Linked DNA regions of Sus scrofa: region 1 is linked to region 2. Evidence: chromatin contacts called from public Hi-C data. All regions are on one chromosome and are shown on one strand. Each heading gives the region's core, a stretch centred on a gene start, on an enhancer-like site or on the middle of the called end of the contact. The rest is flanking DNA. Distances are from core to core; before and after follow the strand shown. Region 1 holds the start of C4H8orf76. Region 2 holds the start of ZHX1 (zinc fingers and homeoboxes protein 1).

Region 1 (6,579 bases), core at 2,963-5,462, 36 kb before region 2:
TGGTTAATGAATCCAACTAGGAACCATGAGGTTGCGGGTTTGATCCGTGGCCTTGCTCAGTGGGTTAAGGATCCATTGTTGCCGTGAGCTGTGGGGTAGGTTGCAGACGTGGCTTGGATCCCACGTTGCTGTGGCTCTGGTGTAGAATGGAGGCTACAGCTCTGATTGGACCCCTAGCCTGGGAACCTCCATATGCCGCGGGAGCGGCCCTAGAAAAGGCAAAAAGCCAAAAAAAAAAAAAAAAAAAAAAAAAAGTGACCCTTTGAGGAAGAAAACAGGTCATCTATAAACTAGGATTGGTCGATTTAGACCAAGCCCCATATAAAATTTACATGAAAACCCTAGGTGTTTTAATCTGAAAACAAAAACAAGCAGACTTGAGAATTGCAGAGAACTGCTTTTTTTTTTTTAATTTTTAAAAAAAATCTGCAGATTCCATTTTAGAAAGGATTAAGTTTGACTTAATATGATATTTAGTCAATTTTTTCCCTGTTTATAAAAGTAATACATGTTCCTTGTAGAAATTTTGGAAAATAAAAATCTAAGAAACAACAACAAAACACGTAGAGAAGAAAACAAATCACTGATAATCTTTCCACTTTGAGTTTTTCCTCCTAACAAAGAGTAAAAGCTTTGTGAGTGAGGTTTTCAGGCAATGAAGTATTTTGAGCATAACACAGGAAAAAAAGATTACAAGGAAATGATTTTACCTGGAGCTCCAAACTGTTCATCACAATAAAGTTCTTTCACCACTGACAATTTTCCTCAGCTTATCCAAACCCACAGATTTTGTTGCCAGCAAGAAGTTGTTTTTTTTGTTTTTGTTTTGTATTTTAGAAAATAAACTATTAAGCCATCCCAGGGAAGCAAATGTAAAAAAGCCCTGGAAAACTCACCAAGTTTGTAGCAATCTCCAGGGCCTCCTCATGCCTTCCCAGGTGAACAAGACACCGAGCCTGGCCTTCCTGGACATCCCTTTTCATGGCAAAATTCGTAGATGGCAGTTTTTCTGAGATACTGGAATATTCCTGCAGAGCTTTCTGGCAAATATTTGTTAAATAAAGGAAAAGGAGAGAAGAGGTGAAAAGAAAGGAAGAAAAGAAAGGCTAGAAAAAAAGAATTCAGTTAGTGGGGTGAGGTGTTTTGTCTTTTTTAGACAAAAAGTAGTGTTATAACTGACCCTTCGAGGAACTAAAGTAAGACTTGAGTATTTCAGTCCATACTATTTTTCTAGAAGGTAGTCAAGAAATGGCTAAAGAATATAACTAAAGCATTCTGGAGCCCAAAAGACCAGGATTTGAATTTAGTTAGTGATTTACCACTAACCTGCTGTAAAACCTTTTCATCGGCAAAATAACAACAGGACTCTAGAGAGGATGATGTGAGGTCTACATAAAGTAACTGCTTGTTAGTTCATCCCTTTTCTTACACATTTTGGGGTGCTTTCCTCCTGTGGCCCCACAAGGTATCTGTACTAGAGACTCCCACGTAATGAGATACAGAAGCTGGAGAAATAGACCTACAAGGATCCTCACAAGCTCTCTATACTGGAGTTATAGGAAACAAAACAAATTATATACAGCCTTGTAGAAAAGGCCAGAAACTTGGGATTCTAAGATTACAAACACATGGCACAAAAGGTTAAACTTATCTTCACAAACAATACCCTCATAACTTAGTACGCTGTTATTTAAATATGCTGTAAGGGACAGAACAAGGGCCCGTTTCAAGTGGCACAATCTTCTCTGTGTTAAACTCTACCTGATACTCTTGCCGTCTGTAGGCCAGGTCCCCTTTGAATTTCTGGATGGTTAGAGCTTCCACATCATCACTGCTCCCTGAGTCTTCATAAAACCACTGGAAATTGTGAAAATAGCCTATTATAGAGAATGAAGCTCTGCTTTTACAGCCCACACTCAGAGGCAAGTTCCCATACATAACTAATTAAACCTCAAAAACAGGTCCTTCTTCAGGATAAGACTCTGGAAAACATCTGACAAAGAATGACAATTTTAACAGTGGCCCAGTTTATTAAAATTATCACAAGTAATAAATACACCAAAGCACAATACCTCAACTAAAAAAAGCGCAAAAGTTTATGGTTTTATCCATAGCATTTTTAACTTGGAGTCATGGTGCCTGGGAACCTACGTGAAACTAGCACAGTTCACAATGGTTCTTTGAGATGTTTTCCTGCAGAGAAATTTTTAGGATGGATGGAATGGGGATTGACAACTCTTTACGGAAAGGACACAAGAAAGGAGAATTGTTAATTTAGTGCCACTATGAAAGTGTAAAAGCCAAAAGTAGAATCTAAGGAGTTCCCTTGTGGCACAGCAGGTTAAGGACCTGGCACTGTCCCTGCAGTGGCTTGGGTTGCTGCTGTGGCTCAGGTTCATTTCCTGGCCCTGGAACTTCTACATCCTGGGACATGGCCAAAAAAAAAAAAAAAAAAAAAAAGAGTAAAATCTAAGCAAAGTGGAGACAGAAATTCAGGCTGAAAGGGGGCTTCTGTGCAATCAAACGCCAAAATACTATATGAGAAATGTCTCAGAAAATGCTCACTGGAATATTTTATTCACTTTTCTGATTTAAGCCCTACAGAAGTGAAGCTGAGTCCTGATGATTGCACAGAGAACGTTAGGATGAGAACAGGGATAATGGAAAGCACTCTGTGCGCCAGTTTTCCAGCCCCAAAGAAGTGTCTTATCCTCCCTTTTACTCACAGTAAAACACACTGAGGCTGACTGAAGGCTATGCCCAATTAGACGCTATTATATTCAAACATAACTGCATTTGTGACGGTTCCACCGTTAGGTCAAAATTTCTTGGTTCTATTCCCAAAAGAGTTGTATGGGTATGACTACCTCCTTAGTAATAGAGTTTCCGTCTCAGCCTGATCCATCACAGCGGGAGAAAGCTAGCCATCCCCAGTTCTCCCTGAAGCACTGTGTAACTCAACAACCTATACACTGAAGCCATGCTTTTCCTTTGTATTTTACTGCCCTCCAATCACACACTGTATCAGATTATGTGCCAATCCCAACCTCTGGAACTGCACAACTGCAAACCTCCATCCAGTTTTCACTATCCTACTGGGAAATAATCAAGCAAAACTGGCTTTCAGAGGCAAGAGTTCAGAAGGGGGTGGCTTTAAATATTCCATTCATCAGCTTTTCTAAGAGAGAAAAGCTGTGAACAAGGATGAGCCTAAGAGGGGACATTCTGGATAAGGTAAACACCTGGTCCCACACAGAGAAGGCAGGGAAAACAAATCTAACCAATTCTAAAGACAATTATTTTTTGGATTTTACTTTATGAAGTATACAGCACACCATACCTAGCAAAGTATTACCTCATTCCACTCGCATAATAACTCTGTGAGCCGCAAATACCTTTTTTTTTTTTTTTTTTTTTTTGGCCCGGCCCTTGGTGTGTGGAAGTTCCCGGACCAGGGAGTGAACTTGTGCCACAAAAGTGACCCAAGCTGCTGCAATGTCAACACCGGATCCTGAGCCCGCTGTACCACAAGAGAACTCCCATCAAACACTATTTTTCTAAAATGACAAATAAGGAAATGACACCTTGAAGGGCAAATGGTAAGGCCAGTGCTGGAATTCAAGGGTCCAAGCTCACAGTCATGGCTTTTTAACGTGGTACCACAGGACTTTGAAAGCACTTTCCCTCCATGCTTTTAGTCTACAGGACAAGTACTTAAGGTCACGTGGAAAAACTGCATGTGGCAAGGAGGAAAAGTAAGTGAAATAAAACAAAAATACAATTCAGTAATTCCTGAGCGCCTGACATCTCTAAGTAAAGGATTTTAAGGAAAATAAGAGAACACATGTAAAGGAACCCAGCCCAGTGCCTGGAACATTCGCCGTGGGGGAAGGGATGGCAGGGAAGACCAGGTGGGCATAAGATAGCCCAGCTGTGGGGAGGGTTTGGGCTGGAGTTTGACAACGCGGGCGTGAGGCTTCCAAAGCCTGTCAGGCCGAGACCCGCGGAGTGCCGGGCTCAGGGGCTGGGGTGAGGCCGAGAGGCGGCGCTCTCTCACCTGCGGCTCGCAGCGCTTGGCGATGTAGGACGATGGCGGTCCAAGCTGCCGCTCCCGCCTCTCCTCGAACACAGAGTCCTCAAACTCGCCGCCGAGCAACCAGCACCCGGTCTCCATTGCGCCGCCAGGACTCACGCAACGAGAGGAGGCGGGGCCTAGAGCTGCGCCCACAAGCGAGCGGACGCAAAAGAGGCGGGGCCTCGGAGCCCAGAGCGTGGCATGCTGGGTCTTGTAGTCTTTAGGCGGGAGCCAGAAGGGGACTTGGCCCACCAGGTTGAGCTGAGATTTTTATCTGATTCATGGCTGGAACAGAACTTGACTTCTCTGCTTCAGGAGCTGGACAGGGTGATCCTTAGGTTCACGCATCAAAAAACACTGGCCTCAGGGCAGCTGTTTAAAATTGATACCTGCTGGGAATTCCCATCGTGGCTCAGCAGTAAGGATACCCAACTAGTATCCATGAGGATACAGGTTCAATCCCTGGCCTTGCTCACTGGGTCAAGCTGTGAGGTGTGGCGTAGTTTGCAGACACAGCTCGGATCCAGCTTTGCTGTGGCTGTGGCATAGGCCAGCAGTGGTAGCTCTGATTTGACCCCTAGCCTGGGAACCTCCATATGCCTCTGGTAAGGCCCTAAAAAGCAAAATAATAATAATGATAATAATAATAAATTAAAAATAAATTAAAAAACTGGTAGGTACCAGTTTTTCACTATTGATGACATTCCTGGAACTGTGTTAAGAACTTTTTTCTTCTCTTTTTTTTTGTGTTCTACTATATCCTTTTCTAACAATTTATGAAAGGCACAATGATTCCCACTTTGCAAATGAAAAATTGAGGCTTGGAGAGGTTAAGTTACTTGCTCAGGATCAATTATTATGTGGCTAAGGGCTGAAAGGAAAGAATTGAGTCAGTGTCCCCCCGTCACCACAGAAGAGGCACACTAATAATAAAGACCAGGGTACAGTACCTCACACATTTGTTAATAGAAAACATGAAGCTTTACTCTGGAGGCTCAATCAGGGAGCATTAATTCTTCTTGAAAACAAAAAAACCCACTAAATTCCAGAATTCTAACACCAACATTTACTAGAATTCTTATACTTTCAAGATGTTCCTGGAGTTCCTGTTCTGGCTCAGTGGTTAATGAAACCAACTAGCATCCATGAGGACGCAGGTTCGATCCCTGGCCTTGCTCAGTGGGTTAAGGACCTGGTGTTGCTGTGAGTTGTGGTGTAGGTCGCAGACAAAGCTCAGATCCTGAGTTGCTGTGGCTGTGGCATAGGCCGCTGGCTACAGCTCCGATTCAACCCCTCGTCTGGGAACCTACATACGCTGCCAGTGCGGCCCTAAAAGACTGAAATAAAATAAAATAAGATGTGGATGAAGATGAAAATCTAGAGAATGTATACATGTATGTGTGACTGGTCCACCTTGCTGTATGGTAGAAAATCGACAGAACACTGTAAACCAGCTATAATGGAAAAAATAAAAATCATTATAAATATAAAAAAATAAAAATTAAAAAAGAAGATAAAAATCTGTTTCTACAGAAAAAAAAAAAAAAGATTTGTATAGAGGGGTATGCTTGAGTTCCCCAAGGCATAGTAGATGTCACTCTCTCCACGCAGCCTGCCTTCCTCTTTCCTGTAATCCCCCCATGCTTCTATCCATTGTGACATTTACCACACTGTGGACTGTTGGAGATTGGAAGTGCTATCTTTTTTGCGCTTGCAAACTCAGCTCCCAGACAGGGCTTGGCCCAGAGCAGCTCAATCAATGCCCGTTGAATGGACAGACATGGCAAAAGGAGCAGATAGGAGTACTTCTCAGTTGTAAGTCACATGCTCATGTCCTATCTATGAGTGGAGGAGGGGAGAACCCAACATTTATTGAGTATTACATACTAGGTTATACTATGGGCACTGAATTAACTTTATTTTGATTAATTCTCACCATCTCTCTCTCTCTGAATTAGACATTATTATTCCCATTCAAAAGCTAAAGGCTCTGGTACTTTGCTGATTTCTCAGGAGAGGCTGTGGGGCTGGGAGGTGACAGGGAAGCCAAATGGACATATATGTGTATTCCACAGGATTTACAACCACTGGGATCTTTGCCCGGCCTTGGCTGGGAGCCCCTGAGTACATCGCTCTTGGGGGTGCTTCCAGGATATAGTACTGCTCTCACTATACTTAGAAATTACAGTCCTCCATGCCCCTCCCAGTACTGGACCCCTCTCAATTTCCACCTCCACCTCTCAAAGGCAGTCCCCTCCAGAAGACCAAAATACCATATTTGACCATAGACTTTAAACGAAGGTGGGAAGACTGGCTATCTTCAACGTGTTTCTGGAATTGCCCCAAAATACAGACCTTCTGTGAGGCAAGAGGAAGCCAGAGGAATTTCTTATCCATCCCTCAAGGATGGGTGTCTGGGGCGCTCCCACTGTGGTTCAGTGGGTTAAGAACCCCACACAGTGTCCATGACGATATGGGTTTGGTCCCTGGCCTTGCTCAGCAGG
Region 2 (6,635 bases), core at 1,957-4,456:
ATTAGGTTAAAAACTAGCTTAGGCACTGAACTGTTCATCATTGTTAGTATTCAAATAAGTACAGTCTTTTGAGCCCAAATCTACAATGCTGCAATGCACATAAAAAGGTTATTTCCTCAGCTATACTTGTAATCATTTTAGCAATTTTAAGAGCATTCCATTTAAGTATAAAGAGATAATTTAAAGCAAACCAAGTTCCAAATATCACATTTTTGTGCCCATGTAGCAAGAAAGAAAATGTATAGTGCATCATAACATCACCTTTCAGTCTCAATGTGAAATATAGAAACAAAATGAGCCACCCCACCATGCTATCAAGTTCATTCATAAACTGTAAAACTTTTTTTCATACTTAATGGAAAAAAGAACTTATAATACAAGTATCATTAAAGGTGAAACAACTGCCACAACGTTCATGAATTGTTCTCCAATCCAGTGAAATAATCAGCTCAGCTCACTATAAGGGAGCGACATCTACTAATGAGTTTTCACCAGCACAGGCACTTTATGTTTTCAGCCTTAGCATATTTTCAAACCATCTGGCATCAATGCCTTTCTGGTTCACCCAGCCTAATCTGTTCAGAATTGAATATAAAACTAGACCTACGTGCACTTTGGGGAAACCAAAGAACAGCATACATGAATAATAATGTTCCAAACAGCAGCTCTAAACTAGTTTATACTTGAAATGTGTTTTTTAAAATATTTCTATTGAAGACATTAAAGCTCTTTTTAAAAATACTAGAATGGTTCAAGAAATCTGTATGAGTCATAGCTGTCATGGGTTACCCAAATCTCACTTTCTTTTTTTCTTATTTTAATCTGATCACTAAATAAACCATTTGAAAAGATCCTTCCACAAAAGTCATTGATAAAAATGCTACCATTTCTATACTGAAAGGATCCAAAGTTTTACATCTTATTTTTCCCAAAATTAGTCTGCTTAGCCCTAAAACACTTAGAGTACGGAGGGAAAAACTAAGAGGGAAAAATATTCACGAAAGCCTTTTTTCTTTTATATCCTGTTACAGCATTATTGTTCTTGGCAGCTCTCACATTTCTTTTGCTTAAAAATCAAGAGTCAGAATTGCTACTTAAGAAATTGTTTAAAAAGCTATCGATATTCTAGGGCCAATATCCCTGTTAAAACCAAATCTGCTCATCCTCACTGCTGGCATAAAAAACAAACGACTTTTTCAGGATAATTTTTTAGAAGCAGGGATAATTCACGTAGCACCATATAACACAAGTTAAAGCTTCCAGACAAAGGCTGAGAAACAAGGACCAAGATCAGCAAATCTTAAGGTTAATTCATGTAGGTCATGTACACACATACACTCCAACCCAGTGAATAGTCACAATTCCTGGGAGAAAGCTGCTTCTTCCTCCCTAACTGTGAACCACTCTATTTCCCAATCTTGTGATTTTCCCTTTTCTGCCCTCCTCTTACTCTCCAAGACAATTGCATCTTCCTTTCAAGTTACATGGAATCCCAACCTAATCACATTATAAATTCTCAGTTACCTTTCCTGACATTTCCCCCCACCCCCCGCAAAGATTAGCCTCTTCGCACGTTTTTCTTTAGAGCTGGGGTGAAATGATAGAAAAGCGCTGTGGAATTCCCGCTCTTCCCAGTCTCTTCCCCCATCCCTCCTCTATCCATCCCCTTTCCCGCTTCCTAATTCTTCTACCCCAGGGCCAGGGAGCTTGATCCTAAACTAAGGATATCAAAGGGAACCTTTTTTTTCTCCCGGGTTTTGCATTTTCTTTGCTGTTACCCACGGAGGGGAGAGCTGGGATGTCGAATTGAAACAAAGAATTTCAAGTCCCTTTCCCTAGAACTTTGGAGTAAACACACACACGGAAAGGGCATCAGCCAGGGCTCTTCTTTCCTACCATGAGACCCCCTTCCTCTCACAGCTCCCTCCTAGCCCTTCACTCCTCGGAAAGATCTGGAAACCGTTCCCTTTAGGCCCTAAGGCTTGGAGCGGTCCCCAGTCAGCCTCCTCATCTTCCTCCTTAAAGGGACAGATAATATTTACATTTTCTTGAATCAACTTCTCCCAAAGTTCCAGGGCTTCTTCAAAACCTTATATAGTTCTTAAGGTCTCAACTCTGAGACTCGCCCCGAAATGGGTGCCCAGCCTCTCCTGAAGTGGAGGTACAGCCTTTCCCAGACGGGTTTCTCCGAGCTCCAACCGCAATGCCAGTGCGCTCAGCTCCAGCAAGAGATGACTCCCCAGACTCTCAGGGAGACCGAGTCCCCACGAGGCCACACGCCCCCGCAGGGCAGGGCCCGGCTCCCGATCTCCTCCCCAGGGACCCTCGACATTGCTGGTGCGCTCCGTCCCTGCGGCCCCCGCCCCCCCCCTTCTAAGGGAGACCCGGTCCTCACTCCCTTCAATAATCTCAAGTTGCTCGGTCCTCTCGTAGCCGCGGGGGAGGAGAGGGGTGCTGAGATTTCCCCGTACAAGCCCACCCTCAGCCCCTTCCGCGGCCGCAGAGACCCGAGAACGCAAAAGAGGCTCAGGGTCTGTCCCCCGTCGGCGATCCGGCCCAGGCAGGCCAGGTCCCTCCCCCTCGGAAGCCCCGAGCCGGTCAGCCTGGCCACTCGCGGCGCGGAGCGCGCTCAGCCCCCCGGGGTCTCTGCCCTCGGGCCGCCCTCGTCCAACCAGCCCGCGCGCCGCGCGCCTTCCCGGCCCGCCGCACTGGCCGCGGGCTCTGCGCCGCGGGTTCCTACCCGCAGCCCCGGATGCCCGGGGCCGCTCGTCGCGAAGCCCGCTCGCACCGCTACCTGCAGGGGCCGCCGCGCCTCTCAGCGCCCCGCCGCCGCCATCTTGCATTTCAAACCGGCTGCACTTTTCAAGGAGTCAACTCTGACCTGTGAACCCTACACCCGGAACCGCTCGGCGGTCCGGCTCACGGCTTCAGCAGATCCGCAGACTCGGTGGAACGTAAAGTCTGGGGTGGGGGTGCTAGGCCAGGCGCGCGCCCCAGCGGCCGACCCGGGGCGAGAGCGGGGGAGGGGAAGAGCCGGCCGAGGCGGGGCCCTCCCGCGCGCGCGCGCCCTCCGCGCGCCCCCACCCCGCTCTGCGCCACGCTTTCCACTCGCAGACCCTGCTTCTCCCCTGGGGTTCGACCCTGGCCTCCACCCCCGGATTGGCGCAGGGCGAGAGGTAGGGGGCCGCCCCGCCCCTCTGTCAACAGAAGCCCCGCCTTTTCCAAGTCTCGAAGCGGCCACGCCCCTTGCTGGTGTTAGCTCCGCCCGCTATCGGTAGAAGCCTTTTCTTCACTCAGGTCAATCCAGAAGGCAGCCCCGCCTTCTGTCAGTTGTGGCCCCGCCCCCGGGCGCTCCTTCTTCCTAAAGTCACCGCTGGATCCTGAGAAACGCCCCTTGTCATAAGTCCCATTTGGTGGCAGTACTGTCCAAGCCCGCCCCTTTCGTCGGGAGCCCCTCCTACTGTCAATAGAAGTCGGGTCTTTCTGAAACCCTTCGGGATTCTAGCCCGAAGCTCCACCCCCTGTCAGCTGCTGCCCTGCCACCTCTTGCCTCCAACTCCAACATCAAAAGCCGTCCCTCCACCCGCTGATACCAAAAGTTCGATCCAACCTCACTTTGAACCGCGGGGCAAGACGGAGCCACCCTTTGCTCCCCGAAAGCCCTCCCTCTCCCCCTCACGAGTCACTCTTGTGGGGGGCTTTCTTTTCAAGCCGTGGTCGTCAAATACTGAACAGCTTCAATGCGAACCAGCCCTGCAAAGGAGGCCGGCTAAGGACCCAGGCTTTGGGAAAAACTACCCTCCCCATTTCTCTTCGTCCCTTCTCCCCTCCCCACATCATTTTTTACAAGGAAAAAAGTACAGACCAAAGCAAAGGGAAACAAATCACCTTCCAGGCTACTCTTCACAGAATCTCCGGCCAGGACCTGTGGGAACTTTCCGGCGCCTTGATGTTCGTTCCCCGCCCCCACCCCGGGCATGGACCCTCTGCGCTTTAACAGCAGCGCTCCACTGAGCCACATTAATCCTAAAACATGCAGTTGCTTAAAGTGAAAGCCTGATGGTTGAAATCAGTGCACATCGGCTTCTTTTATTTGTTTGTTTTATCTTAGAATACTAGAACTTGTGGAAGCAGAAGCAAGCAAAGCTTAATCTTGCAAACATAGGTGCTCAGTCCTGCCATGCTCAACACTCTGTGTATACAACAAAACTTTAACACCACTTTAACTCTCCTGGAATTAAATTCATTGATAATGTAAACTATCTACAAGAAACTACTGTAATGTTCTGATAACATAAAGGTGAAATAAGTGAAAGTAACTTATTCTAAAATATTAAACTAATATCAAAAATACTAATAAAATACATTTTCCACTATGGAAAAACTCTGGCACCAATATAATTACAGTCCAAAACAGCCCCAACAAAATTTCAGCACGCCCCCTAGGGGGCAGTACTGTGCCCACTGAAAACTGCCTAAGATTTATCTCTGAGGAAAGGAAAAGCTTCTGATACAGAAATTCACTTTTTTTGTTCATGCCTTTAACGACTAGGTTTTTGAGCATAAGTGAATTCCAGGTACTGTGGAAGATTCAAAGCTGAGTCAGGCAATATTTCTGTCTTCAAGGAGATTACAGTCTAGTAACCAAGCAAAAAAACATGAGCATGAAAACATCAAGCCGGGGAGTTTCCACTGTGGCTCAAAGGATTACCAACCCGGCTAGTATCCATGAGGATGTGGGGTCGATCCTGGCCTCGTCTCAGTGAGTTAAGGATTCAACGTTGCTATGAGCTGTGGTGTAGGTCGCAGATGCATTCCTATCCCAAGTTGTTGTGGCTGTGGGTAGACCAGCAGCTGTAGCTCTAATGGGACCCCTAGCCTGGGAATTTCATATGCAGCAGGTGCGGCCCTTAAAAAATAAAAATCAAGCAAGGTGAGCAGTCAGAAAGATCAAGGATAGCTAGAGACCCTTTTAAGGGTATGGACTAATGAATATGAGTCTCACTTTCCTCTCTCTCTCCTTTTCTCTTCCTCTCTCATCTCTCCCTTCCTTCCTTTCTTCCTCCCTCCCTCCCTTTTTTTCCTTTTCTCCCACCCATCCTCCTCCTCTTCTTTAGCATCAGTTTATAGTCACCTCCTCTTCTCTTTAAGCTGTCTGCCTGGTTCACTGCCCAATGCCAGCAGCTCAGAGTCCTCCCACTTTAGGGCCATGTCCAGAGGGCAATTCTGTCCAGGAAAACAATTTCAATAGCTCAGTGCTGAGAACAGTGTCCTTAGCTGAATAGCTGCCAATTATTTGGTATCCTTGTACAAAGCAAGAGTGTTATCACTACTCAAAAAAAAAAAAAAGTGGTTGCAGACCTAAGCAATATGAATATATGTTTAGCATAGCAGATTGTGCCAGCCCACATAAATCTGTTTAGAGATCATGTTCACAGAGTAACTTGTTTTTATTAAAATAAACTCATTTGTAAAAATTGTAAATATGACTGATTTCAACAGCTGTGTGGCTCTAGAAGTAAGTTTTTACCCACGGATTGGCACAATTAGAAGAGTCTAGATTTTTTTTTTATGCATATGTTTTGTGATTTGTCATACACAGTCTGGTATGGAAAAACTTGAGTACTGTTAGAGATGAGAAGTTGTCCAGCAGGTTTTCAAAAGCAAAGAATTTTTGCTATTCAGAGCCTCTTCCACCCTTGGAACAGTGAAAAAAATATATTTGTAGGAAATAAAGAGCTTTGAATCAAAGGTTCTAAGCCCTGGTGTCATCTGAAGAGGAATAGACTTCCAATACCACTTTTTGAAGTAGTTTCCTTCTGTTATTATTTTTCCTTTTTCTACTTTTGGTGAAAAAGTCTTCTAAAAACATGAGACCATGAAACACATTGGCCAAAAAGACATCAAACTAAGATACTTTACACTTTTAACTAGAGATCAGTGAACTTGAGAATTTAGCCCTTGTAAAATACTCCCACAATTCTAATGGCTATTTCAGAAGGTGAACAAAAATGTTCCTGCTTAAAGCTAGTCCAGACTGAACAAACTTTCAAAGTCAGTTTAGGTCATTTCCTATTCCTCTTAGTGGCTGCTTTGTGAAAATAATAATGCCATGGATAACAACAGTAAAAAAAATTAATATTTTCATAAATGCCCCTCCCACTCCACCCTCCCCTATTTCTGTATCTAGCATAAGTCTGTATATAAAGGACTAAGGATTATAGACACAAAACAAGAAAAACAGGAAAAATTGATTTCCCAGTATTTATTCAAGTAATAATATGTTGATACACTTAAAAAAAATCATGGTGTCATCTGGGTTGGTTCATTCATTGGTGAGTACTCTATTTCCACCATAAAGTTAGGGGCTATGTCAGCAGTACTTCTGAACAAAAAATGCACCTTTTTGGACCTAAAATCTTAGGATGCAACCCCATGGGATCACCCAGCTAGAAAGCAATACTAGAGTGAGAAAACACAATGCTTCCCTATGTTTTAAAGTCTTATCAGAGGAACTTTAATATGAATGAAAAGTATTGGGAAACTTTTTTAAAAAATGTAAATTCTCAGAGTTTCCGTCATAGCTCAGTGGTTAATGAACCCGACTAGTATCCCTGAGGGACTCAGGTTCGATC

The links. A called contact is a pair of places that touch in the nucleus more often than the background predicts.
Region 1: a Hi-C map of liver shows a contact between it and region 2, with 1.8 times the contacts expected there. The contact joins the promoter of C4H8orf76 here to the promoter of ZHX1 in region 2. A contact is called at or near these places in 1 of 5 promoter capture datasets (liver), 10 of 47 Hi-C or Micro-C datasets (adipocytes, alveolar macrophages, embryonic fibroblasts and 4 more) and 2 of 2 datasets of contacts at active chromatin or transcription factors (alveolar macrophages and skeletal muscle).

What each region holds. Positions count from the first base shown.
Region 1 is chr4:16,134,811-16,141,389 of Sscrofa11.1, reverse strand. C4H8orf76 reads right to left here and starts at 4,212. Exons shown (of 6, transcript XM_013996506.2): 1 at 4,058-4,212; 2 at 1,762-1,857; 3 at 897-1,106. The coding sequence starts at 4,174.
Region 2 is chr4:16,097,351-16,103,985 of Sscrofa11.1, reverse strand. ZHX1 (zinc fingers and homeoboxes protein 1) reads right to left here and starts at 3,206. Exons shown (of 4, transcript XM_013996503.2): 1 at 2,795-3,206.